2 separate regions of the Hordeum vulgare genome follow, and region 2 is linked to region 1. A link is a contact called in public Hi-C data. All regions are on one chromosome and are shown on one strand. Each heading gives the region's core, a stretch centred on a gene start, on an enhancer-like site or on the middle of the called end of the contact. The rest is flanking DNA. Distances are from core to core; before and after follow the strand shown.

Region 1 (3,452 bases), core at 626-3,125:
CCCATGCGTGGTTGGCTCCAAGACTGTCGTGGACTTCATCCCCACGAACTGCTGGATCAAGAGGGTAAACCTGCCTTGTAGGGACACCTTCACTAGCCTGCCTCGTTCTAGGGGACGAACTCCTAGGACCGGGCACGAGGAGGAGTCCCGAGAGCCATTTCGCTTTTTCGTGCAGATCAAGGACGAGGAGGATCTAGCCATGCTCGTCATCACTCCCAAGTTCGAGGAGGTGATGAGGGAGCGGTTGTCGGTGAAGCTCCCACACGTCGTCAAACTCTCGGTGAACAAGTGGTGTGAGTTCTGGATGCAGTTCTAGAAGTTCGAAGGCCAGATGGTGCTTGGTCGGGGCTGGCAATACTTCTACCACCGCCACAGAGTCGTCCCCAGCGACCTTGCCATGTCGCGCATCTCCGACCTAGGTATCAAGGTCCACATCTACAACCACGATAGCTCCACGGGGTGTAGGGTGCGCTGCAGCAGGCACAACTGCATCGGGGACCCTGCTTTCGTGCTGTGAACTTAGTTAGTATGAATTTCTAGTCAGTTTGCGGTGATGGGGAGAACTTGTTGTGAAACTGTTAATGTTTTGTCTAGGGTTCGACACCCTATGGTGAAGGAGGGACATGGATGCCCCTGCTGTTTTAAAACTTATGCCTGTTAGCAGTATGGATGTTTTGTTGTTGTTTTCATGCTTGTTTATCTGCTGTTAACTGCAGTTTACCTGCTTATTTATGTGTTGTTTGCTGCTTAGTTAAGTGCTCTGTCTGCTGCTTACTTTTAGTTCTCCTTATTTTTATTTTAGAACTGCAATAATTTATTCGGCTTGGTTGCTTCTTCTCTTCCGCCTAAAGTTTGCTTGATTTCCCTTCAATTGTATTATATGGTTTCACCTTTGATTGTCACATATCCATGCTTGTTAATTGTTGGAGAGAAGAAAACAACCCCTAAACAGATATGCTTAAACAAAGAGTGGAGTTAATACCATTTAAAGCAAGCGTATACCACCCAAATGGTGGTTTCATGGTAATTTTTAATGGAAATCTGATTAGTTTCTCATAGAATAGGTTTCCGACTCTTTTGTCTCAACTTTATCCTAGTTTGTCGAAGGAGCAACCCCTCTTTTCACTTTGAATTGGTCTAAATACGCAGAATTTTTAACCTTTTATAGAGGACTAGATCCAATAACCGGTGTTCACTAAATAGGATGAACCGAACACAAAACAGCTATGATTTGCACTTGCTCGCCTTTTAAAAACAAACACGGACAACCAAACAACCAGTCCTAAAGTGGCCACTAATGTAGTGCGGACAACTAAACAAGATATACATATTGGTTTGTTGCTTGTATTTACTCAACCAGACTCACACATATGGGGCAACTAAACGCGCCCTATGCAAATGTTGCTTCTCATATGAGTTGATTTTACCATCTCCTAGTGTTTTCTCTTTTGACCTCATAGGTTGGTACGTTTCTTCTTTCTTTCATTTCAAATGAGAAGCAACATTTATTCTCATATGACTACGGAGATCATAATTGATACCCATCTAGTGAGCTTTATCTTCGGAAAAATACTACTACTTCCTCTGATCCCTAAGGCCTTGTTCGATTAATCCACTGCAAAAGTGGATTAGGATGGATTGAAGAGGAATGAGATGAAATTTATATTAGATAGGATTTAATCCTCGTTAATCCATGTCAATCCCTCTCATTTTTTATGGAACCGAACAAAGCCTAACAAGTGTCGCCGACTAGATCATCACGCCTCTCGGTTTTATTTCCGTGTTGCTACAGTACAGTCGTCTTTCCTTATTTCTGGCGCGTAGCCACGCTCGGTTCGCTCGTCCAAAATATCAGAGCCCAGCCGCCGTACGTACGTGGGCACACAGGTAAAAATGCAAAGCAAAAAGCTCCAAAGCAGCACCCAGAAAAAATCTCGCTCACAAGACGCGACGTGTAGTGATCGAGTCGCCGAAGCTTCTCCCACCATTCGGGAGGCAGAGGCAGAGGCAGCAAGCAAATCCAATCAAGCAAAGCAGGGCAGCCATGCCGGCGCTTCTCCTCAACGCCGCCGTCCCCCTCGTCAACCCGCGGCCGTCCTCCAGCTCCAGGCCCTCCCGCCACCGCCTCAGATGCCAAGCCGCCTCCTCGTCGTCGTCGAGCTCTAGCGGCCGCGCGGGGGCGTCGTGGGCGACGGACTACGACCTGTACGAGCTGCTGGGGGTGGAGCCCACGTCGCCGCAGGCCGACATCAAGGCCGCCTACCGGGCGCTGCAGAAGCGCTGCCACCCGGACGTCGCCGCCGGCAACGGCGACGCCTCGGCCGGGCCCTCATCCCACGACATGGCGGTGGTGCTCAACGAGGTGTACGCGCTGCTCTCCGACCCGGCGCAGCGCCGGGCCTACGACCGGGAGCACGCGCGCCGGTCCGAGTTCCAGGGATACACGGGCCGCCCGCTCTACTCGTCGTGGCGCGGCGGGGACGCCGAGACGCGCGCCGTGTTCGTCGACGAGGTCGCCTGCGTCGGCTGCCTCAAGTGCGCGCTCCACGCCGGCCGCACCTTCGCCATCGAGTCCGTCCACGGCCGCGCCCGCGTCGTCGCCCAGTGGGCCGACCCCGAGGACCGCATCGCCGACGCCGTCCAGACCTGCCCCGTCGACTGCATCTCCTACGTCGAGCGCTCGGACCTGGCGGCGCTCGAGTTCCTCATGTCCAAGCTGCCGCGCCGCAGGGTCCGCGTCTCTGAGGCCAACGCCGCCGGCTCGCCCGACATCTTCGCCGAGGTCGCCAAGTTCAAGGCCAGGTTCGAGAAGATGGAGAACAAGTCCGCCACCAGGCAATCCGAGGTACTGATTTCATCCAACCCAGCCGCCTCGTGCTCTGCTCTGCTATGCACATACTCTGCTCATTTGATCACATCAATGGTGAATTGTGAACGCAGGAGTCGGAGGCGACGTGGCAGTCGAGAAGCTCGGCGGTCCAGACAATCATGTCCATGTCGAACTGGTGGTACTGGCGGCCATTCAGAGCCCCGGCCGGCGCCGCCGCAGCCGCGGTCCCTGCCCCTCTCCGCCTGCTGCCACCGCCATCGTCACCGCCGCCTTCTTCAGGCGCGGCCGACCCCGTGACGGAGAGGCTCAAGGAGGCAGCCGCGCGACGCAAGGAGGAGGGCGCAACGGCGTCGGCGGTGTACGCCCGCCAGCGCGACGAGTACTGGACGCCGCAGCGGAACCTGCCGTCCACGGCAGCGTTTCCTTCGCCGGACGCCCAGAGCGCCGCGCCGCCGCGGAGACGGGCGCGAAGAGCGTCAGGTGGCGAGAGAGCGCCGGCGAGGAGGGCGAGGATCGACCTGACGGTGCCGCTGCTGATGGCGATCGTCGCGGCGGGGATCGCCGGGTACAACAGGGAGGAGATGGCCGGAGGCGTGATCGAGGACCACATCGGCGGTGCGGC
Region 2 (3,753 bases), core at 670-3,169, 58 kb before region 1:
TGGTTCAGAGAAAGAAGTGCTTCAAATACTCCATCTTGGCACTGACGTTGGAGTTTCGAAACGCGAAGGAAGGTACGACTGTTCCCTGGGAGCAGAGTTATTGTCACAAGATGCTCGCCAGGTCCAATTCCTTCCTTTGAGACCATTCTACAGCGGAGAGATTGTTGCATGGAAAACAGGAAAAGAAGGGGGAAAGCTCAGGTATGGTAGGGTTCCTGAAGACGTAAGGCCATCAGCCGGTCAAGCTCTTTACAGGTTTCCGGTGGAGACAGCCCCCAGCGAGACTCGCATGCTACTCTCCAGTCAGGTTTACTCGTTTAAGAGTGTTTCAACAGCTGACCTTTCCTCGGCACCTTCCCAACTGGATAGTGGTAGAGTGGCAGAAGTTGGACAACCAGGCCACTCGTCCGTTAGCGCTAGAACTGAAGGCGCAGATGATACGGTTAGTTTTCATATTTTTTTGGGGGTGCGGTCTCTACTCTTTGCATGCTGGATTGTTGCCATAAAATAGTTTTACTATTTTACAGGCTGCTGGGCTTGAATACGGCAAAGTATCTTCCACGGAGCTGGTACAAGCAGTCCATGATATGCTTTCGGCAGCAGGGGTAAGGATGGATGCTGAGAAAGAAACACTGCTACAGACTACCCTTTCCTTGCAAGACCAGCTTAAAGAATCTCAAGTGGCTCTCTTGGTGGAGCAGGTTTGTTCACTTCCGTGTCTCTTATGTTGTCTTGAATCCATTTCCTATTGGTAGCATCTCTCAGTCACTTCTCCACTTAGACCAGGCTCTGTGCTCGTATAGCGGTATCTTATGAGATTTTCACCAGGATCTGTACTTCCGTAGATGTTTCCATACGGTTTTCGAGGGGAAACCACACAATATAATGTCCTAGGGGAAACCACTTCGTAGTTGTTGCACAGCATAGCATACTGTAAGCTACCTGGTTAGCATTGTAGGATCACCACTCTTGTGAATTCTAACTGAAAGCGCTTCTGTAAACATGCCTGCCTATATGATGACACTGAAAGTTGTTTGCGCTATTGTATTGTAGGAGAAAGCCGAGTCAGCGGTGAAAGAAGCCGACATAGCCAAGGCGGCATGGTCATGCCGCGTCTGCCTGAACTCCGAGGTGAACATGACCATCGTACCGTGCGGCCACGTCCTGTGCAACAGGTGCTCGAGCTCGGTGTCGCGATGCCCATTTTGCCGGACCCAAGTGTCCAAAATGATGAAGATATTCAGGCCATGAAGACACCGAGGGAGGGGCACCGGCCCGACATTCTTCAGATCCCGCATTCTTTGCTCAACGAGCGTGTGTAAATATAAACCCCACTAGCAGTCCAGTCCATGTACAGCACAGGCAGAGGCACAGCGCATTCTAGTTTAGTTTTAGACTTGGTGCGACACGACACGATACGATACGATGTAATAGTCTTCAGTATTTGAGTAGAAACTTACCAATTTCTGGAGCTGACCGAAAGGTCGTAGTGGGAATATAGCTGCGAGGTGCCTAAACATTTTCAGGTTTCTTTCAGACTCGTTCGTTAGTTGTCTTGCTGCTGACAGCGTTTGATCCGAACTTCCAACCAACTCATGGAAACTTCGTTTTCTTGCTGACGAAATCACGGAGCTGTCAGCTCAAAATAATAATAATAATAATAATCACGGAGCTGTCACCCCCTAGTTTGGCTACAGAAAAGTCCTACTATACGAGTAGTACCATATTTCTGGAGCCTAGCCACGCTGGTCCAAAATATCAGTGCCCAGCCGCCTTACGTGGGCGCGCGGGTAAAATGGCAAAGCAAAAAAAAAGCTCTAAAGCAGCAGCGAGAAAAAAAAATCTCGCTCACGCCACACGACGTGTAATGATCGAGTCGCGAAGCTTCTCCCACCAGTCGGGACTCGGGAGGCAGAGGTAGAGTAGCAAAGCCATGCCCGCGCTTCTCCTCAACGCCCCAGCCCGTCCCCTCCGGCAGCGGGGTGGAGCAAAAGAACATGTTGCGGTAACTATTAGAGCAACTTCAACCGCACGATTCAACGGACGCGTATTTTGTTCATATTTTATTCATTTAGATCGGTCCGGCGAACATCCGTGCCTGCTTTTTGAAATGGGTTGGCGTTTGCGCCCAACGCCGCAGCGGCGTGAAAAAATAACATCATAACTATTTTACATAATAATCTTAGATTGCTACTGGAAAGATACACCAGAAAATAAATACTAATGGTTCATCTATGTTCTTTTTTGACATGAAAGATTCATCCATGTTGGAAGTGCATCTATAACGTCATTTGATTTTTCTTGGTTAAACATTATGGAAATGGTTGACCACATTTCAAAAAGGAAGAAGACGTCAATTTTCGATTTTTCTGAAGGCTCTAATGTTTTCTGGTTTTATTTTAAGTCATAGGACAACCACAAGAGGGTCGTGTTGAGGAGATTGTGTAAGTTTGAAGATCAAGCAAATATCTTTTACACTTGCCATCTTCCAATGCCTGCACATCATGAGTTAAAACCCATCCATTTCCTGTTGTTAATGTGATCCCCAGGTCCCGAGGCTTATGGTATGGGTCTCCGCGGTCCAAGGAATACTCTCTCGATACCCTGGATCCTCGGGACGTCGGACGCACGGGCCTCGGGGTCCTCTTTGCCCTGGGCCTATCTCTTTGGAAAAGTCGAGTCCGTGTGTCCTTCAGATCCTCAGAATCTCTGACCCCCCCGGGTCCTCAGAGTAAAGAGTTTCCTCTCTGGATAGGCCGGATCACATGGCCCCTGACCCCAGTCTTTGGTCTGGGGCCTTTAGCCCGAACCTCTGAGGTGTGCTGGTGGGAAACAACTAGAACAAATCTAGGGGTATTTATACCCACCCTTCTTATTTCTCCAACAATAATCTTCTTGTTGAGCTTTCTCCACCATTGCCAAACACTAAAAGCTTGATTCCTCTTGATTTCATCACTCAAACTTCAACAAACTTTGAGGATTGATAGAGAATCACCCAATCTATAGTTCCACCAAACCAATTTGTGATGCCCATAGTTGTTCATCACCAAACTTGTTACTCTTGGATACTTGGGACTCCTATATATGCTGAAGGACTCATGCCAGGAGCTTCCTTGTGTGTGATGTGCTCCAAAAAGTTTGTAAAGATATGGTGGTCGCCTTCAGGACTAACCATAAGTCATTTGAGGCTCATCTTTGCGGGACTCAAAGGAATAAAATGGCGAGCCACTTGGTGGCGCTCGGGACTTTGGCCTTTGCATCTCTCCATTGGATATTAGCACTCTCCCAAGAGTGTGAACTTTGGGATACATCCTCGTCTCCAACTTGTATGGTTAATCCATTTACGTACCTTTACTTGTTGCACTTCCTAGCTAGATTACCTAGATTATTAGCTTGCTTGCCATATATGTTGTTCTCACCGTAAATTGCATATCTAGAGAACTTACTTTATCCACACTATCCGTAAATTGGAAGTTAAGCTAAAAGTTTGTTGTCTCCTATTTACCCCTCTAGTCAACCTCTCCGATCCTTTCACATGTTCTTATCTATGGTGCCATTAAGGAGGGCGAGTTACGGAGATCAAAATTCATATTTTTATCATTGCCAAGGTCATCATTTCACCATAGAATCGTCATACACATCCCCTAATTAACGACATCCGTGACAATATTGATTGCAACCACATTGTTACAACAACTCTGACACAAGTGTATCAACCATCTATGATGGGTCTAATTACTATGAATTTCTTGA

The links. A called contact is a pair of places that touch in the nucleus more often than the background predicts.
Region 2: a contact with region 1 is called in a Hi-C map of leaf, with 4 times the contacts expected there. The contact joins the enhancer-like site here to the promoter of LOC123431200 in region 1. A contact is called at or near these places in 2 of 6 Hi-C or Micro-C datasets (leaf and seedling).

The regions. Positions count from the first base shown.
Region 1 is chr2H:647,996,251-647,999,702 of MorexV3_pseudomolecules_assembly, reverse strand. It overlaps LOC123431200 (chaperone protein dnaJ C76, chloroplastic-like), which reads left to right and starts at 1,875. Exons shown (of 2, transcript XM_045115030.1): 1 at 1,875-2,845; 2 at 2,941-3,452. The coding sequence starts at 2,045.
Region 2 is chr2H:648,053,602-648,057,354 of MorexV3_pseudomolecules_assembly, reverse strand. It overlaps LOC123428364 (sacsin), which reads left to right. Exons shown (of 14, transcript XM_045112564.1): 11 at 1-442; 12 at 528-701; 13 at 1,054-1,131; 14 at 1,176-1,467. The coding sequence ends at 1,322. Among protein-coding and RNA genes, the nearest start is that of LOC123428364, 20 kb to the left of the region's middle. Within about 2 kb of position 1,919, at least 2 of the 3 cell types and tissues checked have open chromatin away from gene starts, as enhancers often do. A contact at or near this core is called in leaf, where this site is marked.